Linked DNA regions of Gossypium hirsutum: region 1 is linked to region 2. Evidence: chromatin contacts called from public Hi-C data. All regions are on one chromosome and are shown on one strand. Each heading gives the region's core, a stretch centred on a gene start, on an enhancer-like site or on the middle of the called end of the contact. The rest is flanking DNA. Distances are from core to core; before and after follow the strand shown. Region 1 holds the start of LOC107891992. Region 2 holds the start of LOC107892035 (40S ribosomal protein S7).

Region 1 (3,580 bases), core at 211-2,710, 140 kb before region 2:
TTTTTACCCACGAATAGTCCCAATTTCAACTATGAAAAGAAACAGAAGCGAAACATGTAACAACCCAAAGAAAAGATATTATTATTTTGTTCCCACGCTTGAAGTTGATTAATGGTATCCTAAACTTGCCTATAATGTAATGCTACCCTATTTCATATCCAAACAGAACAATTTCCGATCATGTATCACGACATGACTCGATAGGTCGGGTTATAGTGCGAGTTTGCATAATAAGGTTGTAAAAAAGAGGGCAATAATACAGAAAAGTGATATAAAAGATTGGATAATTAAGAACCCAAAGCTGGGGTTAATTCTGGGTCATAAACAGCAGAGAAAGACGACTGGATATCAACTGGATTCCATGTTTCTGAACAATGATTCAACGGGGTGTTTTAACGATTCAGGAAGAGTTAAAAGAAACAGGTATACCGTACCTTGGTTCAATTCAAGTATATAAGGCTTATCACGACAATAGCAGACAAATGCAGAGGTTACAGTTCGGTTGTATCCACATCTTCCGCCAGAATCCTTGCAGTGTTCGCAATAAGGATCGTCTGCAAAGTATCTAATATCAAAGGGTTGGACTAAACTTTCATTAACAGTGCTGATTCCGCCAATCAGATCATCAAAGGCCTTTTTCCCAATAGGAATTTCAACTTGTTCACTGTATCCAATACATTCATTTTCATCCTCCTTAAAGAACATGAGGGAAGTTTCTTTTCCACCCTTTCTGCAACTGAAACGATGATTCGGACCTCCCCTGCTTCGGCAGTCGTAGAACAGCGTAATGTTTTCAGCAGTTTCAGTATAATTAAAAGCATTGTTCATCAAAATCGGCTGAGGACAAGTGTTGTTTAATTCCACTCGTTTGATTGTCAACAAACCATGAGACCGATTGAGATGCAGCACATAGAATTCTTGGGAACTGAGCGTCATAACAGGGGGCTGATTCTGCCTGCACTTCAGCTTATACCCTTCATCACCGTAACCGCAATATGAAGGTCGATTATATTGATGGGTCCAGAAAGGATATGAAATATTAACAAGGTTTCCACAATCAAATGGAGCGCATGAAGTAAAGTGGAAATCATCTCGGGCGTAAGACAGCTGGAAAATAGTTAAAAGGAATAAGATGGAGAAGGAAGATGGTGAAAGGAAGAAGGCATCCATGGAAGAATGAGTGAATAGTTGGTTTAAAGTGAAAAAGGGTTTATATGTACATATAAAAACAGAGTGAGAAGGTCAGATAGATTGAGGAGACAAAAATTGGGGTTGGGTTGGAAATTTAACAGAAGAGGAAGGAGGGGGGTTACAAAATTTCCAAGAGATACAAGGGTGCTGACCTTGACTTGTGGAAAGGTACTTCACATGTGGTTGAATGCGAAGTCACGGGTCACAGACGTAATGCCATTTAGTGGCTTATTTTTCATGGACAAATCATCTTCAAAAATCTCGTTCAAGTTTTTGGCACAGAAGGTTTACCACTCCACTACGAATTTTTAGTTTTCCACCACTTAAATGACTAGCATCGTTCTTAAATTTGAACTTAATAATCAAAATACCATACTATGACAAAAAAAAAACAAAAAAAAGTGTGATAACTCCAACATAAATATAAAAACACTTCAAATTTATGTATCAATACTAGAGGTGATTATGGGCCGGGCAGCCCAGCCCGACGGCTAGCCCAAAATATGAAAGGGTTCGAGTAAAAATGTAGGCCCGAAATATAGGTTTGGACAAAAAAGAGGCCCGTTTAGAAAACGGACCGGGCCTTAGGCAAAAATTTTTTGGCCCGGGCTCGGCCTGGCCCGAATATAATAAATATTTTTTTTTAATTTCTAAAATACATTTCCCATTTCCCAATTCCCTTCCCCATTTCCCATTTCCCATTTCCGCATGCATCTGATAAAAATCCCTAAGCCATTCCCTCCTCCCTTTTTTTCCCCAATTCGAAAATCCACCTCCACAGATCCACCATTCCACCTCCAGTCCTCCACGGCTCCACCCAATTCAAAAATCCACCTCCACAGCTCCACCTCTGCTCTAACGGTGCTTCTACGTCTTCTACCTTTGAATTTCAAAGGTGAGCTTGCTGCTGTTAACCCTAGTTTATGTCGAAGTAGTTTTTTGCTTTTTGCTTTTTGCTTTTTGATTTTGATTTTGATTTTGATTTTTGCTGTTAACGGTTTTTTTATTTTGATTTTGAGACACTGAATCTTCGGGGGGAATTAAATCTGGAACTTTGGTTTTGATTTTAATTTTTGCTGTTAACCCTATTTCCTGTTCGAACAATTAGACTAATAGGTTTAAAGCAATCAAAGATTGTGTTGACATATTTAACCTTTAAATGTTGCGTGTTTTAATCTTGTTATGATTTTGATTTTAATTTTTGATGTTAACCCTATTTCCTATTCGAACAATTAGACTAATAGGTTTAAAGCAGTCAAAGATTGTGTTGACATATTTAACCTTTAAATGTTGCGTGTTTTAATCTTGTTATGCATAAAATGAAGAAGCATTTCTGCATAATCATCTACTCGTGGAACTTGGAGAAAGAAGTAGAGAGTTTAATAGTGTTGAAGATGTCATCCTTATATTTTCAGTGTGTTTGACACTCATGGAAAACTTTACTTATGAATAAATGTATAAGATCATCATTGGAAATAATTCAAGAGATAAATTTAGATATTATATGAATTTTTCAAACTGATCTAAATGTTGCTAAAGAGCTCTTGTATCAGTCTATAAATGTTACTTTATTGAGTTTTTTTTATTGTTTTTGTTCAACACTCCTACTCCTATATAAGTATTATTTGATTTAACTGATAGTGAGAGTGTCCTTTTGAAGAACTGATAGTGAGAGTGTCCTTTTGAACCCTCGTTATATTGCAGTTTGGGAATGAATAGTTGATAAAAATAGAAAGGTAATTCTAAATTTCAAATTACTCCTTGAAAATTTGATCAAAATTTGACTTTCCCAGATTTTGATTTTGCAAATGGACATGTGGACTTGTGTTGGTTAATTATTTTTGGAATTTTAGATTAGTAATAATGATGTTGAGAATTGAGATTGTCCTTTTGACACCTAGTTGTATTGTTGTTTATGTTTCTGCAGTTTGGCAATGAATATTTGATAAAATGGCAAGACAAACTAATACCTTTTTCTTGAACAATGGTTGAGTACTAATATTGAGTACTAATATTGGTGGTATTAGCTACTCTGTTTCAGAAATTAGGGTTAATATTGATAAAAGAGAGAATATTAATAATTTCACTATTTTTAAAATCTTTAATTGAATTTGTTAAATCTGAATATTATGCTGAATATTCAATATTTTTAATATTGAATTTGTTGAGAATATTATGCTGTCATGTTTTTTTTTATTGGGAAAGACATGTTCTGGTATGTCTCTTTGTTGGTACATTGGAATTTTAAACTCCTAGAAGATGCTTAGATTAAAGCTTTTACTGATGCTTATGAGTAAACGCCAATAACCATTGATAACTTAAGGTTCAATCAAGCTAAAAAATATTGTTCTGTATCTTGGTAGAATAATGCATGAGCAATTAGGTTGGA
Region 2 (3,537 bases), core at 926-3,425:
ACAATTCTTTCACTCCTAACATTTAGCAATCTAAAGCTAGAATTCGTGTTAGTTAACAATTACAGTGCACAAATGTTGTACCTTCATTATCTTTGATCCATCAATTCTATATCTAGTGCGCTTCCCAACAATCTCAGCAGGTAAGACAACATCTTCTAGCATTGCCTCATGTACAGCAGTCAATGTGCGGCTGCGTGGCCTCTGAACTGCAGAACCTTTCTTTGGAGGCCTTAATATCCTCCGGGTGGCAATAAGAATCACATCCTACAGTATATATAAACCAAGTAAACACTTAAAAACAAGAACATGTGCATCGATTAAACCAATTGGAAGTCATTATCAATAAGAACTAGAGATTTATGTTAAAGGTTAAGCCAGATGTAAAAGAATTCGAGAACACATACATTTATTAAAAGCATAATTAATCTATTATTTCTTGCAGAACAGCAATGTATCAGAGTAGAACGACCCAATGATGAAAGCATCTTATGCAACATATATGAATTTAAAGTTTACCATATTCTGTACTAAATGGTAATGCACTTAAAGAAATTGTAAATTTGAAAACCTAAATAAATTCACATTCAGGCTGGTCTTACTCTAATTGTTTTCATTATACAGAAGGAAGAAATTTGAAAGAGTAGCTTGGTCCTTCACTCACCTTGCCACTGAACTTCTTTTCAAGTTCCCTCACAAGCTTAACATGAACCTTGCGGAAAGCTTTCCTCAATCTATATGGGACATGGACAACAACAGCTTTCCGGCTCCCAGAAACATCAATTTGGCTGCATGTAAACAAATTTATATTAATAATATGACCGAAAAATACACGAGAGAGCTAACAAGTAATGCATCCCAGTGAGCAATTCTTACACTGCTGAATTAATATAGAGATCTTTAAGGTCACTTTTCAGATCTTGATTGGTATTCTCCAAATCAAAGAATGCCTGAAACAGAGAAGTAAATGCACATGTAATGAAATCATAACCAGAGCACATTTGCAGGAACTTTTCAAGTGAAGAAAACATAAGAACATTATAAAACCTGCGCAACAGACTCCTCAAATTCTGTTGGTTCAGCATCCTTATCTTTGTGGATCTTCTTCCTTGATGTATACATCTTTGAGATCTGCATGAATGGATAGATAAAAAGTTGAAAGGAATTTTAGGAATTTCAAACAAGTTCAATTACAAATCAGATTGACCAGAAATTCGACCAAATATTATCCATAGGCAAAATTTCACTTAATATTAAAAAAGATAAGATCCAGCTCTCAGTTTTATTACCCAATTTATGATGTGCAGGACCATGATACCACTTTCAGAAGAAATAACAAGTTGGATGTTTTATAAAGTTCTCATTATGCCAAATTTCAACTTGGAATGCTCTATACCGACTTGGCAACTTATACTAGAACATTGTAGTTAACCAATTACTCTGGCAACCCATCAGTTCTATACTATATTATCAGTAAACTGACATTAATCTTGCTGATTTTAAGTGATTGTTAATTGATTCCCATAGTAAGTTAAATGACAAAAATTTGAGCACACACAAAGTTTAGGATTTTTCACACATTTTATCTCAAAAAGACAACATTGAATTACAAATGTCAAAAACCAAAATCCAAGATTCAAACAAAACTATTAGCTCAGAAAGTAATATATATATCGACACACTAACAGATAGAGAACCCTAAAGAACATTATTGAAATCCTAGAAACAGAATTGAATTACTAAAAGTAAACAGCCGAATCAGAATCAAAACAGCATTTATTTCCATCTACATTTTTCCAGCATATAAACAAGCCACAGAAAATTAGCATATCTTGCAACAATCAGAGTAACAAAAAGTCAAAAAGAAAGCTCTGTCACTCTGTTGTTTTATGAGAAAACTGAATATGAAAATAATAAATAAATAACAAAGACATATATCATCATTCTCACTCCTTTTAAGACATTTTGCGCATTTTCTAGGAAACCAAACAGGTGATTGGAAAATGAAAAGAGGTACCTGAAAGAGAAGCCAAAAATGGAAGAGATGAGAGACACCAAAGTGAAAGAGGAGGCTCTGTTTTAATTCTCCACCGTGAATAAGAAACCCTAGGGTTTCAGTGGAAGGCTACGATGTTTCTTCTACACGTGGACGGATGTGATTCAGTTTGGTTTACATTCGGGCCGGGATTTACATTGTCTGACTTATATGGGCCTTTATAATAAGTATGGATTTGAGTTGTAATGGTTCTTACATTAAGTTTCATTACAAGCTAAAAAAAAAAAAAAAAGTAGAGTTCGGTTTTCTCCAAATTTGAAAGTCCGTCTAATTCAAGCTCCTAATAATTCAAGTTTAAAAATTTTGAAAAAATTTAATCAATGTAAAAATTTAAATTCGAGATTAATGAACAACTAAACATGCAATTAATATAATTAATATAATTATAAAATAATAACAGAATAGTTATAATAAATATTAATAATTAATATAATTATATTATATTACTTAAAGTAAAAAAAATAAAAATAAATTATCATTATTTATTTTATCAAAATATATTCATAAGCATTACATATTTATGTTAAAATTTTATTAATATTATATTATTTTTATGTAAATTATAAAGTGAAATAATATTTTTAAAAATATTAATCGAATATAGAATATTTTTAATACTATAACTAAACATGTATAATAAATATATAAAATTAAAAATTATTAAATCTATAAAATTTAAATTAAATTAATAATATCTATAATAAATTAATTTAATAATATGATAACTAGTGTTATACTTATCACAAATAATTAAACATGATTTATCATGCAATAATAATATCATTACTAATAAATTTAATTTTAAACCATATTTTTAATAAAAATTACATTTAATAATATAAATTAGAAATTTTAAAATCTTTTTAAAAATTAAAGGAAAAAATAAAATATCCAAATAGAATATATTAATAAAAAAATATTTTGCAATTCATAAAGTCATAAAAATATATAAATTCGATAATTGTTAATACAATTACATAAAACCAAACCACCATAGATCCAACTCCCAAGTTCAAAGTATGAGTAACATTCAAAAATTTTACCTATATTATTATCTTTATATTTATTATTAATTTGGATTGGATTTATTTTTATTTAAGTTGGGTTTTGAATAAAGTTTAAATTGGGTTAAGGTTTGGGTTTGATTGGCATTGGGTTTGGGTTTGGGTTTGGGTTTGGGTTTGGGTTTAGGGTTTAAATATATACCATATTTAATAGGTGTAAAGTCGATTAATTTGATATAAATAATTTTGAATTTCAAAACTGAAACCAAACCAACAACACCAAATTAACTGATTACCTAACTCGCCCTTAAAATGAACTAAAAAAATTGAATTTACCAACTGATTTAACTGGTTCAATTTAGTCAATTAAATCAGTTTTAATCGCTAACTATGATAGATTTTATGTTATTACATAATATAATAATATAGTATATTGTTAGAGTTGTGTGATTCAAATTCTAAGAGATTGCTTGCAAGTCA

The links. A called contact is a pair of places that touch in the nucleus more often than the background predicts.
Region 1: a Hi-C map of leaf shows a contact between it and region 2, with 2.3 times the contacts expected there. The contact joins the promoter of LOC107891992 here to the promoter of LOC107892035 in region 2. A contact is called at or near these places in 9 of 34 Hi-C or Micro-C datasets (anther, cotyledon, hypocotyl and 2 more).

The regions. Positions count from the first base shown.
Region 1 is chrD09:25,654,250-25,657,829 of Gossypium_hirsutum_v2.1, reverse strand. LOC107891992 reads left to right here and starts at 1,460. Exons shown (of 3, transcript XM_016816941.2): 1 at 1,460-2,086. The coding sequence starts at 1,900. LOC107891991 (LEAF RUST 10 DISEASE-RESISTANCE LOCUS RECEPTOR-LIKE PROTEIN KINASE-like 2.1) reads right to left here and starts at 1,377. Exons shown (of 3, transcript XM_016816940.2): 1 at 435-1,377. The coding sequence starts at 1,170.
Region 2 is chrD09:25,516,852-25,520,388 of Gossypium_hirsutum_v2.1, reverse strand. LOC107892035 (40S ribosomal protein S7) reads right to left here and starts at 2,175. Exons shown (of 6, transcript XM_016817001.2): 1 at 2,015-2,175; 2 at 1,045-1,128; 3 at 874-947; 4 at 662-785; 5 at 82-264. The coding sequence starts at 1,119.